Linked DNA regions of Sus scrofa: regions 2, 3 and 4 are each linked to region 1. Evidence: chromatin contacts called from public HiChIP or PLAC-seq data. All regions are on one chromosome and are shown on one strand. Each heading gives the region's core, a stretch centred on a gene start, on an enhancer-like site or on the middle of the called end of the contact. The rest is flanking DNA. Distances are from core to core; before and after follow the strand shown.

Region 1 (3,069 bases), core at 305-2,804:
ACTTTCCTTCACAGTGCTCATTACTGCTAATACATTATTCACAGGCTAAAAACGGGGACTTATTTTTGTTTTGTTTCTCTCAGCACCTAGACAAGTGTTTGACACCCAAAAGTAGTTCAAGAAATATTTGCTGGGGAGTTCCCATTGTGGCTAAGCAGGTTAAGGACCCAACACTGGCTCTGTGAGAATGTGGGTTCGATCCCTGGCCTCACTCAGTAGGTTAAAGGATCCTGAGTTGCCACATGCTGCAGCGTAGTTCATAGTTCGCAGATATGGCTCAGATCTGGAGTCGCTGCAGCTGTGGTGTAGGCTGGCAGCTGCAGCTCCGATTTGACCCCTAGCCTGGGAACCTCCATATACCACAGGTGCAGCAGTAAAAAGGAAAAATAATCACTCGAGACTGATTTTAAATTATATGTATAACTCAATAAAATCAGAAAAATGAGTGAAGTACTTAGACATTTTAATTTCAACAATGTGAGTCACAAATGAGATTTGTAACATTTGTATCTCCAATATATACATAGTGTCTCTGCGGGATATAATCTCATTATCTAAAACAACTGATCCAAGTTGGTGAGATGAACCTCAGAGTTTAACTCAAAATTAAATGACTCTTGGTGTTTAGTATGTATACCGTACTTAACACAGTCCAGGCTTAGAGGGGGAAAAAAGCCATATAACCATTAACTACTGCATACTAGTTTAAAATTTCCTTCTTACTCTACACATCAGCTACTACCAATTAAAGTCTGTTTCAAGGGGAGTTCCCTTGTGGTGTAGCAGGTTAAGGATCTGGCATTGTCACTTCAGCGGCTCAGGTTGCTGCCATGACATGAGTTCAGCCCCTGGGGAACTTCCACATGCTGCAGGTGAGGCCAAATAAATAAAGTCTGTTTCAAGAGCTATAACAGTTGACAGGGATGCAAAAGAACTGGAGACATGGTGTTATACTACCAGACTGAGGAGATAAAACATATGCAAGAAACAGCCAGAAAATAACAGAATCAGAAATACGAGACAGTCCAAGAGCAGCACGCTGATTACATAGTCAAAGAATAAGTTAAGAAATAAAAATAAAACCCAACGGAGGCATTTCTCACTGCATTTAAGGGCACTTTGGTTGCACCAGGCTGTTTTGTTACAGATGAACCAACATCTGGCCCTGAACCTAATCGCCTCTATCCACTGAAAACAGAGGTGACTCAACACTAGGATCACTCTGAGAAAAGCTCATCTTGGGGGGGTCCCGTTGTGGCGCAGCAGAAACAAATACAGCTAGGAACCATAGGGTTGTAGGTTTGATCCCTGGCCTTGCTCAGAGGGTTAAGTATCCAGCGTTGCTGTGAGCTGTGGTGTAGGTCACAGACTCGGCTTGGATATGGTGTTGCTGTGGCTCTGGTGTAGCTCCAATTAGACTCCTAGCCTGGGAACCTCGATATGTTGCAGGTGTGGCCCTAAAAAAGCAAAAATAAAGGTTCATCTTGAGGGTTATCTACTTCCTCCCTGTTCCAGGCAGACTGAACTAGGAGTTTGTTTAGGAAGACCTCTTGCTCCCTCTGGTGGTTAAAAAGTATGTTAACAGTGTTTTAAAAGTACGTTAACAATTGGATTATTGACTTGATACTTACAGAGAGTTTTTCCACATCTCCCTTCAACACTCGTTCTAAGTAAAGCTGTTTAAGCTCTCGTTCCAAACGTGATGGCAGCCCAGGGTACATAGTAGATCCTCCAGAAAGCACAATGTGCTTATAGAATTCAGATCTAGAAAGACACAATAGGTGTTCATTACAGGTTTCAGATCAGTAAACAGTACTTCTGAGCTCCTTTATTTACATCAGCCTCAGGTGGGTGCTGGGAAAATTAAATAAAATTCAACATGTAAACCACAGGGCTGCATGTTTGCTACTACTACTGTTCACAGATAAACCCTTTTTATATATAAAGTATTTATTATCATTTATTATCACGTTGATGGCAATACTTCTAAAGCACATATCTTCTTACAAATGTAATTGAGTCTTTTAACAATGCAGTTTACACTACAAGCCTGTTGTGTTTGGACTGTGCTATCACAGTGCTTTCCTGGAGCCACAGAGGTGTGATTGTTTACTACAATTAACCAGAGTCGGCCATGACTCCAGTTCTTGCTTTTGACTTTTCCCATTTGCCTTCTGCCATTTTTTGTTCCTTTGCCTTGAGGCTGTCAGCTATTATTTATGGTTAGATTGATGTGTTAGCTTCTTAGAGCAGTCCTCTCTTTCCTCCTTAAATATGATGTTGTTGGTCATGATACCAGATAATCAAAACTAAAATAATTGCATATGTAGAAAAAGTACTACAATCTGAGTGAGAGAGGAACTCTTCTCATAGTAAAGCTCAGGACCTGAGTCACATCTGTTTTGGTTTCATTCAAACTTGCCTCCAGGTTTTTATTTAGTTCCAGGTCCTCAAGGGCTCAAGCTATTGTAATTCTAGCTTCTAGAAGAAGTTTTGTATTATATTTAATTGTGGAAGTATGCAAATGAGTATAACATAAACTAAGTAGTTAAGGATCTGTATCCATGAACATTTTACATGTGTGCTTTCCACATGAAAAACAAAATCTGAGTTGTGCTACTTGCTAAACCTGATTCCAGTGCTTTGGGAATGCCAAAACATTAATCACCACCAACAGGAATGCACATATAAATATAACTATTAATATAGCTATTAGTGATCATTAAATCAAGGGACCAAAAACATCTACCTATTCCCTACTATGTGCATTTATCATAATTATGAAGTCTAGACTAGATTTTTTTTACCATCTTCCATTAGATTTATAGCCTGTTGTAAGCCAAGAGCTACTTTTATTAATTTCCATTATTGTCCTGTTCCCCAGCCATCCCATAAAATTTTTGGCTATTTCACTCAAGGTTAAATAAACACTTGTTTAATAAAATGCTTCTGAGTGAATTTCTCAATAACATGATTATAAAAGACAGCTTTCTAACTATGACTCAACTCTAGATACAATAAAAGATTATACATCTCTTTATACAAATAAAACATTTTGTATGGCAAAAC
Region 2 (3,221 bases), core at 452-2,951, 140 kb before region 1:
TTAAAAATTGTTAATGAGCTCTTTTGCATTTTTGGTTGTAAACTCTAGAAAGGCGGTATTTCACACATCTCATTTGGACCAGCTGTGTTTCAGGTATGGCATCGTAAGAAGTCTGCCTCAGAGGCAGGGGAGCTGGTTTCACATTTGGACCCTGTCTCTCGTTTTGCATCTTTATCCTCCCAAACTTTGCCTCATCTGTCAAGTGGGACTGATTTTTATGAGGCTTGTGAGGATTCTTTTAGACCCAGCAGCTAAGGTGCCTGCTGCAGCGTCTGTCACATCTGAGCCAGGGGAATATTTCTGGCATCCAGAGAGCAGTTTGGACTTAGAGCCTTGTTGAAGGGGCCTGAGGTGTAGACCAAAGGGACGGATCATGCCCTTCTGATAAGCAGCTTGAAAGATGGAACCAGCAAGAGAAGAGAAGGGGCCTAGGAGACTAGCTTTGCGAGGAACTATCTTTTGAGCTGAAAACAGAGACTGATGAACCCTGTCTGAGCCTGGGGAACAGGTGCAAGGGGTATAGAGCCACTTGCCCATTTGGTTTATTAAATACCAAGATGCTAGACGCCGCCAAGGATTTGTGACTGTGCAGGGTGCCAGAGCGGACTCCAGGAGGGAAACAAGAAAGAGGAGGAAAAGGGGCCTGGTCTGAGTTGGTGGCGGATGAAGGAATCACCCCTCCACACGCAGGCTGCGGCATAAACATTCTGCTAACAGTCTTCTTTCCACCCCCGCCCTTTCAGTCCTCTGGCTGCCTTGCACAGCTTTCGATATTTCTGTTGTTTCTGCTGGAGAGTAAAATTATCAATAAGGCATCACACTTCTTGTGTTCATTGCAGTATTTTAAGACACCCCCAAGAGCTAAAGGGAGAATTGTCCTCAGAATGGAATCCTGAGGAGTTACCTGTGCTCCCAAGGTGAAACTTGAGCAGGTTACAGTGTCTTCACAGGTAGAAGAACACTGCGATCCAGCCAGAGAATAAATACAAGTTGATCTTTTGATGTAAGCAAACCAAACACAAAATCTAGATGTGCAAAGCACTCGAGCGTGTGTACACAAAGACTCAGCATAAAATTGCTCATAATGAGCAGCACCCCCACCCCCAGCCTGGAGCAGAGAGAAGTCTTGTGAGCGGCACACCCACATTTTTGATTTACCAGCTTTTCTCCTGCCTCTGTGGCCACACAGCAGCAGATTCGAGCGCCCTGGCACTGGGTCTTTCCTTTGATGAGGACAATTTAAATGTCCCTAAAGACTGTCATTTGATGGGTTTCTGCTGCCTGTGTTGTTTCCCTTGAATTCAGGCATAGGCATTAATCATCCCTCCCACACACATGTAGCCATCTCAAGTTCTTATTAAGAAGTCATTGTGATTTCGAAGTTTTTCATTGTTCACACTAGCTATGAGGTCAGAGACTTTCTGTCATGGGATGTTTAGCCATGAATAAAGTTGCTGAATGCCCCATTTGAGAGAGAGATACTAACCTTAAGTAGTGTCCAGTGACTTTGAGCAGAAGCCCCCATGTGAGTGGTGGGTTTGGGGGATGGGGTGGGGGGTGCACTTGCTGGAGGGGTTGAGCTCTCAGGAAAGGTGGATCTTGGATCTTATCTCTAAGGAAGTGGCAGCTCCCTTTATCAGGCCATTCTGGTTGAACAGGTTCACTCCCAGCGGAGGAGAACTTGCTGTTAACTATTTCTGGCCTGCCTCGCACCTGCACCAGGGAAGACTGATTTGCCAAACAGAAGGAAAGTGAAATAATAACACACCCTGGAGTCTGTGTTGCCACCTGCCCTGACCTCCCCAGTGGGGGGAAAAAAAAAACCTCCCTGGAGACAGCAAGTCAGGATGTCTCGGGTGTGGTGCACAGAAGAGTGTAGTGACCGACTTCATTGCCACAGCCAGTCTGCACTTGTCACTGCCTCTCGAAAAGCTCCTTGAAATCTTTGAGACAAATGCGGGTGCACAGATGCCAGTAGATAAAATATGGGTCCCACCTCGCAAAACTAGGCCCTTTGATTTGGGGGAGGTGGAGGGGGTGGGTGCTGGTGTCGCTGTCTGTGTTTCTAACATTTTGATTCATTATTCTCGACTGCCATGGAAAGTGGATTCTAAGCAGGGGGTTGGAAGACTGGAAAGTGTGTGGGTGTAGGTTCGAGTGAAGAGGATTAGGAAACCTGCTTTCTGGCATTTTCTCTGTGGGGCACAGGCTGAGGGATTTACTGCCTCCGGGTTGGTGTTTGTGGCTCTGGCATTTTGCCCGGCTCTGGAGGGCCTGCCACCTCCAGGTGGTTGCTCTCCTGCCCCCATGGCCATGTTACCAGTTCCAGAGAGGGTCCCTCAACACCATCTAGGCCAGAAGCACCATTTGACAGATGAGGACACTGAGGCCTGGGGAGCTGAGCCCACAGTTGCCTAGCAGGGGAGCCTGCTTGACTGGGTGGTTTTCGTACCTATGGGGATCATTCATATGTGTGCCAGGAAGAAAGGATGTGTGTGAGGGGGTCCTGCCCATTGCCAGGGGTCAGCTTGCAGAATTAATTTTGAGTCTGCAGAGCATGCCTGCAGCAAAGTGGGGACAGTGCTTGGGCAGAGAGGTCTCTTCTCAGACGGGTGTGCTCTGGGGAGGAGGAGGAGGGCGGATGAGTCTGTTGGAGAAGCTCAGATGTAGCTGCTTAAATTAGTTCAAAGTGAGAAATGTAATTACTATACTTGCCCAAACCAAATGTCTGAACATTGTTATAAAATGAGGTGTAATCACAGAAAAGAAGATTGCAGCTCTGCATTCCTCCTACAAAATCGCCTTTGTGTTCTGGGAGCCCTGCTGTGCTGATGAATCTTCTGGGGGTGTTGAGGCCCATTCAGTTCAGGTGTGTGCATTGGGCTTAATTGGGGGAGAGTTTGTCCTGCTCGTTTGGACAACCATTCAGTTACTTTGCATTTGTAGCAAATTTGTGATGAAGGAAAAAAGAATCCCTGTTAAAGCTCAGGATTTGGAGTCAGAATAAAAGAACTAAAGCAAGGGGGAAAACAGGATGATATTGGCCCTGGCCTTGCTAACTGCTGCTATGTGAGCAATAAAAGGAAAGATGAAAAGGGTATTTCAGTAACTCCCCAGAAAACAGCTTCCCCTCTTGGTGTTTTTGCGTCGATTCTATACTTTTCTCTACCATGATGAAAAGTGCTAGGAGGCAGTTTGAGTCCTGATTATTTTGCCATTTG
Region 3 (2,979 bases), core at 9-2,508, 170 kb before region 1:
CTAGACAGTGCTGTTTTAGAAAGCGGGAACCCACCCAGGCTCATGGTCCCAGGCCAAGGCAGGAAAATAATTTAAAGACAAAGGGGAGTGCATGGAGGGGAGACTCGAGGAGGTCTCCATCTTCCCATCTCACTGTGCCAAAGCCCATGTGGATGGTAACCTCTGGCCCAGGATCGGCGGCCTTCAAGGGCCTGGGTCAAGGACCATCCTCCACCAGCTTGAGAGAGATTTACTGAACAACTAAAAAACCATATTTGGATTTACTTTTTTTTTTTTTCCTTTTTTGTCTTTTTTTAGGGCCGCACCAGCGGCATATGGAGGTTCCCAAGCTAGGGATCTAATCAGAGCTGCTGCCGCGGCCTAAGCCAGAGCCACAGCAACGCGGGATCAGAGCCGCGTCTGCGACCTACACCACAGCTCACGGCAACGCCTGATCCTTAACCCACTAGAGCAAGGCCAGGGATCGAACCACAACCTCATGGTTCCTAGTCGGATTCGTTTCCGCTGGGCCACGATGGGAACTCCTGGGTTTACCTTTTTTTTTTTTATCGTGCTCGGGGCATATGGAAATTCGTGGACCAGGGATCCATCCCGCATCACAGCAGTGACCTGAGCAGCTACAGTAGCAATGCAGGATCCTTAACCCGCTGAGCCACAAGGGAACTCCTGGGTTTACGTTTTAACCTGGGAAAATCCATCATTTCTACTGGAATGCAAGTTTCTGGGCTTGTTGGATTTACCTTTTTTTATAAAATGCACAAAATAATGTTTCCTTTAGAATGCCCGTTCCCCTACCAAGAAAAAAAAATCACAAGATTTCATGTGTAACTGAAAAGCCTCTGCCATACAGAATCTTGGCAGAGGCACCTGTACCGCCTCCACCCTCCGGCCCCACGGTGGCGGGTAATTGGTCTTCTGAGCCGGAGCACCCCACCAGTCCCCTCCAGAGCTCTACGTCTACCCCCCTCCTCTCCTCACCCTCTGAATTTTAATCCAGGCGTTTGGAAGGAGGGAGGGAGCCAAACGGGAGCCAGATGTGTGCGAGTCCCCGGCTGCCGCCTCCTCCCTCCTCTCGGGCATTTTAAAACCCGGAGCCTAACTAAGGAGGATCCGGAGTCAGACGCGGCGCAAACAACTCCGCTCCCGGGCTCCTCCGGGAGTGGAAGCCAGGAGGGAGGGGGAAAGGAAGCCGAGCATGCTCAATAGGCGAGACAAAGTTTTTTTTTTTCTCCTTTTTTTTTTTTTTTTTTTTTTTTTTTTTTTTCGGTCGCAAGTAGGAAGCTTTTTGCACTCCACCACCTCTGGCGGCTGGGAAGACGTCATCGCTTCCGCCCTACTTCCTCCTCCTGTTGGCGGCGGTGAGAATCCAATATGGAGTAAATCGGTGGAGTCGAGAGATGGGGCTCGGACGGGGCGCCCTGCACCGCCTCCCAGGCGCACCTCCCCCGGCCTCCGACCGCTCCCCGGAACCGTGATTGGCCCAGCCCCCCGGGGGCGACCCAAGGCTGAGCCCCCACCGGCTGCTGGCCCTCTCCCGCTCTCCGCAGTCCCCGCCGCTCCACGGAGAGCTTGTTTTTCTCCTCCTCTCCCCCACCGCCGTCCCCTGCCCAAATCATTCCCCTCTGCCCGCTTCCGAACCCCGAGCCCCCGCCCGCCTCGACCCTCGGCGCTGCGGCGCTCGCTCCCCCCGACCCAAGCTTGCCTGTGCACCCCTTCCTCCAGACCTCACCCCGCGCTCCGGTCACCCAGCTTCCCCTTCTGCCTTCTGCGGCGCCCCCTTCATCTTTAGCACCCCCCCCGCCCCCACCAAATCAGGCGATCTCCGGAGATGTGAAGAAGGGGGGTGAGCGGACAGGAAGATGAAGGGAGCAAAGCTGCTCGCCGCGGGACAGGCGTCTAGGTGAACAGGAAAATGACCGAAGAAACACACCCGGACGAGTAAGTTTGGCCGCGGGGTGGAACGAGGGTGTCCCGCGGGGGCAGCGTGGAGTCCGGGGCTGAGGACGCGGGCGGGGACGCTGGTTGGGTGAACTTGGCGTGGGGTGCAGCGAATAGCTGGTCTGTGGGTTTAGGATGCGAGATTTGACCCCTTGTTGTTGAAGTGAGGAGGGGGCAAAAGCTGCTGCGGGCCGTTGGGGGCGCGCCTTGAGTCGGCGGGCTGGTGGCCGCTGCGGGGGCCAAGGGCGCGCGGGTGACCTCGGGGCTGTCCCCGCTCCCTCTCCGGGGACTCACAAACACCCCTCCCCCCGAGATCCTCGGCGGCGGGAGCGGAAGACCTGACACCCCCGCTCCGGCTCCCCGGCGTCGGTGGGTTTTAACACAGTGACTTTGTGACTCTCCCGCCCCGCTGCTCGCCCGACGCTCCTTTTGGGAGCCCTCTGGGGCCCAGGCTCCGCCATTTCGTTTTCTTGAATCGCTCTCATTTGCATACCACATTTTCATTCATAAAAAAACACGGCGGAGCGGAGAGAGGACTGGGCGCGGGCTGCGCGGGGGTCTGCGTGCGCCTGTGTCCCCGCGAGGGCCGGCGTGCAGGAGCTGCCCAGGGGTCTCGCAGCGCTTGTGAGTGAATTTGCACGCGCTGCCGGGCCCGGGACTGGCGCCCCCCGCGGGGTCTCTGCTGCTCCTGGGGGAGGATCCGAGGGTGTGCGGCGGGAGCGTGCGGGGCAGCGGGCGGGCGTGTGTATGTGTGTGTATATATGTGTGTGTGCGCGTGCACAAGCGTGCGTGCCCGGCCCGCGGGCCCGAGGGGAACAATGCTCTGGGCGCTTCGTAGTGGGGGCTCCCGGGCGGATTCACCGCCCACCGCGGGACCGGTGTCTTTCTCCAGCGCCCTGCCAAGGTGCACCTCCCTCCCGCCCTCCAGTCACGGAGTCGGGTTTGGCTTTCTTCCATCCGCGCCCGAGGCGTTTCCGATCGCGGGTACAACGGAGGGAGGGACGCCGGGCCCTTGCCTGAGGTCATCCGATCCGGGTCCGA
Region 4 (2,961 bases), core at 100-2,599, 260 kb before region 1:
ACACATTTTAAAAAACAATAATTACCTTTACTCTTTACAGCATGGTATGTGCTCTGAGAATTTCAGTTCTTCATTAGTCTATTTTGGGTTTGGGTTTTGTTTTGTTTTGTTTTTTGCGCTTTTTTTTTTTCTTTTTATGGCCGCACCCACGGCATATGCAAGTTCCCAGGCTAGGGGTCAAATCAAAGCTGCAGCTGCCAGCCTACAGCACAGCCACAGCAATATGGGATCTGAGCTGTGTCCACAACCTATGCCACAGCTCTCAGCAACGCTGGATCCTTAACCCACTGAGTGCAGGGCCAGGGATCGAACCTGCAGCCTCATGGATACTAGTTGGGTTCATTTCCAATGTGCCATAAAGGGAACTCCTTCATTAGTCTATTTTGTTTCATTCATTTGCTTTTGAAAGTTTTCAAACTACAGAAAAGTTGAAAACACTCTTCACATAAAGCAGGGTTTCTCAATCTCAGCAGAAATGCCATTTGGGGTTGGATAATTCTTTGTTGGGGGAGGCTGTTCTGTGCATTGTAGGGTGTTAAGCAGTTTTCCTGGCATCTACCCACTAGATGCCATTAGTATCTCCCACACACCCCAAGTTGTAACAACCAAAAGTATCTCCAGACATTGTCAAGCGTCCTTTGAGGGGGCCAGGGGGCAAAATCACTATCAAAAACCAATGACCAAGACCTACCAACAGTTAATATTTTGCTGTATTACATTATCTTTCAATACACGTTCATACACACACAATCATTTTTTTTCTTTTTACGGCTGCACCTGTGGCATATGGAAGTTCCTGTGCTAGACAAAGAATTAGAGCTGCAATTGCAGGCTATGCCACAGCCATGGCAACACCAGATCCAAACCACATCTGCAGCCTACACCACAGCTTGTAGCAATGCTGGATCCTTAACCCAATGAGCAAAGTCAGGGATCAAACCCACATCCTCACGGACACTCTGTCAGGTTCTTAACCCACTGAGCCACAGTGGGACTCCATAACACCTAACACCTAAATAATTCAGTACACATTTCCTAAGAGTAAAGACAGGCTCTCATATAACCACAATTCTACAGTGCCACCGAAAAAAAATTATTATTATTTCAATAATATCTTTTCTGTTTCTATGTTGTTTATAATCCACTAGATTGATTTCATGTTCTGCTTATGGGTCATGACCTACAGTTGAAGACAGAGAAGAAAGATTAGAGAAGTAAATCTATCTTCTCCTAAAGATCTCTAAAAGCAGAAGTCCATCCCTGCCAGCAGGAGAGGCGACATGAAGTGACAGAGCCAAGCACATGTTGACAGGGGTTTTACCAACACGCAGCTGTTTTCCCCTCCCTGGCTGCTTCCTCCTCGCCGAGCACACCCCCTTGGCAGCACTGGGAGCAGAGACCCAGCCAGCCCCACCCTGCAGGCGACCCAGGAGCTCTCCCAGGCGCCAGCGGTGTGTGCCCTGGCCTGTCTGCCCAGGGTTGGCAGGGCCCGTCAAGCTGGGTGCATGGCAGCCTGACCACATCACAGGCCCAGGCTTGGGCTCTGGCTCAGGCAGGCCGACCCCCACCCCTTTCCTATTTGCTAAGCTCCTTTCCTTTACCTGCACTGGCTCCAGGAAAGTGGTTACAAGTTGGTCCAGAAACTGCCAACAGGCAAGGGCTGAGACACATGAAAGTGTGTGAGTCACTGGCTGTCTTTGATTCCCCTGGCCTTATAAATCTGGCCTTTGAATCTAGCATCAGGATCCAAAGAGCTACAAACTTAAAAACTAACACTACCAAATGTGGATGAAGTCACCACAAGAGCCCCTTGCTTAAGTCCCCAGGAGGAGACGAGAACTCCTGACTCCAATTCCCACACTGCCTAAAACCAGCAGGGGCATAATCTTTCCAGCAGAGGTTTGGGGTAAGAGCAAAGGCAGGCAGCAACTTCCATTTCCCTGGCAAGGAGGGACCTTGGTCCTTGCTCTTGCTTTTATTTTCTTATAAAGACCTGAAACCTGGAGTTCCCTGGTGGTACAGTAGGTTAAGGATCTGGTGCTCTCACTGCTGTTGCTCAGGTTGCTGCTGTGGCCCCAGTTCAATCCCCAGCCTCAGAACTTCTGCATACCTCTACCTTGGGTGTGGCCAAAAAAAAAAAAGACTTGAAACCCACAGGAACCAGGCTTCCTTGAAAGTCAATTGTTTCTCCTTCTTTCTTTCTTTCTTTTTAAGCCTATTTTATTTTATTTATTTTTATTTATTTATTTTTGTCTTTTGTCTTTTTAGGGCCACACCTGCAGCATATGGAGTTTCCCAAGCTAGGGGTCTAATCACAGCTGTAGCCACCAGCCTATACCAGAGCCACAGCAATGCCAAATCTGAGCCGAGTCTGCAACCTACACCACAGCTCATGGCAATGCCAGATCCTGAACCCATTGAGGGAGGCCAGGGATTGAACCTGCAACCTCATAGTTCCTAGTCGGATTCGTTTCCACTGTGCCATGATGAGAACTCCTGTTTCTCCTTCTTGAAGATTAGAAGTAAGGGTATTAGATCAGCTCTGGTGTTAGAAGAGAAGTAAGAATTGACTAGAGCCTGAAAAGTCAGAGAGAAAAGCTTTTACAAGAACTGACTTTTAAAGTGTTGTTTTGTTTTGTTTTGTTTTATGGCTACACCTGAGGCATATGGAAGTTCCCGGGCTGGGGGCTAAATCAGAGCTGCTGCTGAGGTCTATGCCACAGCCACAGCAACACCATATCCAAGCTATATCTGCAAACTTCCCAGTAGTTTGTGGCAATGCTGGATCCCTAACCCACTGATCCAACCTACATCCTCCCTGTGACAACATTCGGTCCTTAACCTGCTGAGCCACAATGGGGAATTCCTGTCTTGAAGGCAGTTTCTATGGCAACAATTCATCACCCCTAAGAAGACTCCAGGGTTCTGCATCCCCAAGTGAGGTCAGATGTGCTACTTGAT

Evidence for each region. HiChIP or PLAC-seq counts read pairs in DNA pulled down with a chosen protein or histone mark.
Region 2: an H3K27ac HiChIP or PLAC-seq map of alveolar macrophages shows a contact between it and region 1. The contact joins two enhancer-like sites. A contact is called at or near these places in 2 of 2 datasets of contacts at active chromatin or transcription factors (alveolar macrophages and skeletal muscle).
Region 3: an H3K27ac HiChIP or PLAC-seq map of alveolar macrophages shows a contact between it and region 1. The contact joins the promoter of SPRED2 here to the enhancer-like site in region 1. A contact is called at or near these places in 13 of 47 Hi-C or Micro-C datasets (alveolar macrophages, brain, embryonic fibroblasts and 7 more) and 2 of 2 datasets of contacts at active chromatin or transcription factors (alveolar macrophages and skeletal muscle).
Region 4: an H3K27ac HiChIP or PLAC-seq map of alveolar macrophages shows a contact between it and region 1. The contact joins two enhancer-like sites. A contact is called at or near these places in 1 of 47 Hi-C or Micro-C datasets (embryonic fibroblasts) and 1 of 2 datasets of contacts at active chromatin or transcription factors (alveolar macrophages).

Annotation. Positions count from the first base shown.
Region 1 is chr3:76,695,892-76,698,960 of Sscrofa11.1, forward strand. ACTR2 (ARP2 actin related protein 2 homolog) reads right to left here. Exons shown (of 9, transcript NM_001134354.1): 8 at 1,632-1,764. Among named protein-coding and RNA genes, the nearest start is that of ACTR2, 32 kb to the right of the region's middle. Within about 2 kb of position 1,555, at least 5 of the 83 cell types and tissues checked have an H3K27ac peak or open chromatin away from gene starts, as enhancers often do. A contact at or near this core is called in alveolar macrophages, where this site is marked.
Region 2 is chr3:76,552,255-76,555,475 of Sscrofa11.1, forward strand. The region is part of intron 1 of SPRED2 (sprouty-related, EVH1 domain-containing protein 2); the gene reads left to right. Among named protein-coding and RNA genes, the nearest start is that of SPRED2, 26 kb to the left of the region's middle. Within about 2 kb of position 1,702, at least 12 of the 83 cell types and tissues checked have an H3K27ac peak or open chromatin away from gene starts, as enhancers often do. A contact at or near this core is called in alveolar macrophages, where this site is marked.
Region 3 is chr3:76,526,388-76,529,366 of Sscrofa11.1, forward strand. It overlaps SPRED2 (sprouty-related, EVH1 domain-containing protein 2), which reads left to right and starts at 1,259. Exons shown (of 7, transcript XM_021087442.1): 1 at 1,259-1,938. The coding sequence starts at 1,913.
Region 4 is chr3:76,440,897-76,443,857 of Sscrofa11.1, forward strand. No RefSeq gene overlaps it. Among named protein-coding and RNA genes, the nearest start is that of SPRED2, 85 kb to the right of the region's middle. Within about 2 kb of position 1,350, at least 6 of the 83 cell types and tissues checked have an H3K27ac peak or open chromatin away from gene starts, as enhancers often do. A contact at or near this core is called in alveolar macrophages, where this site is marked.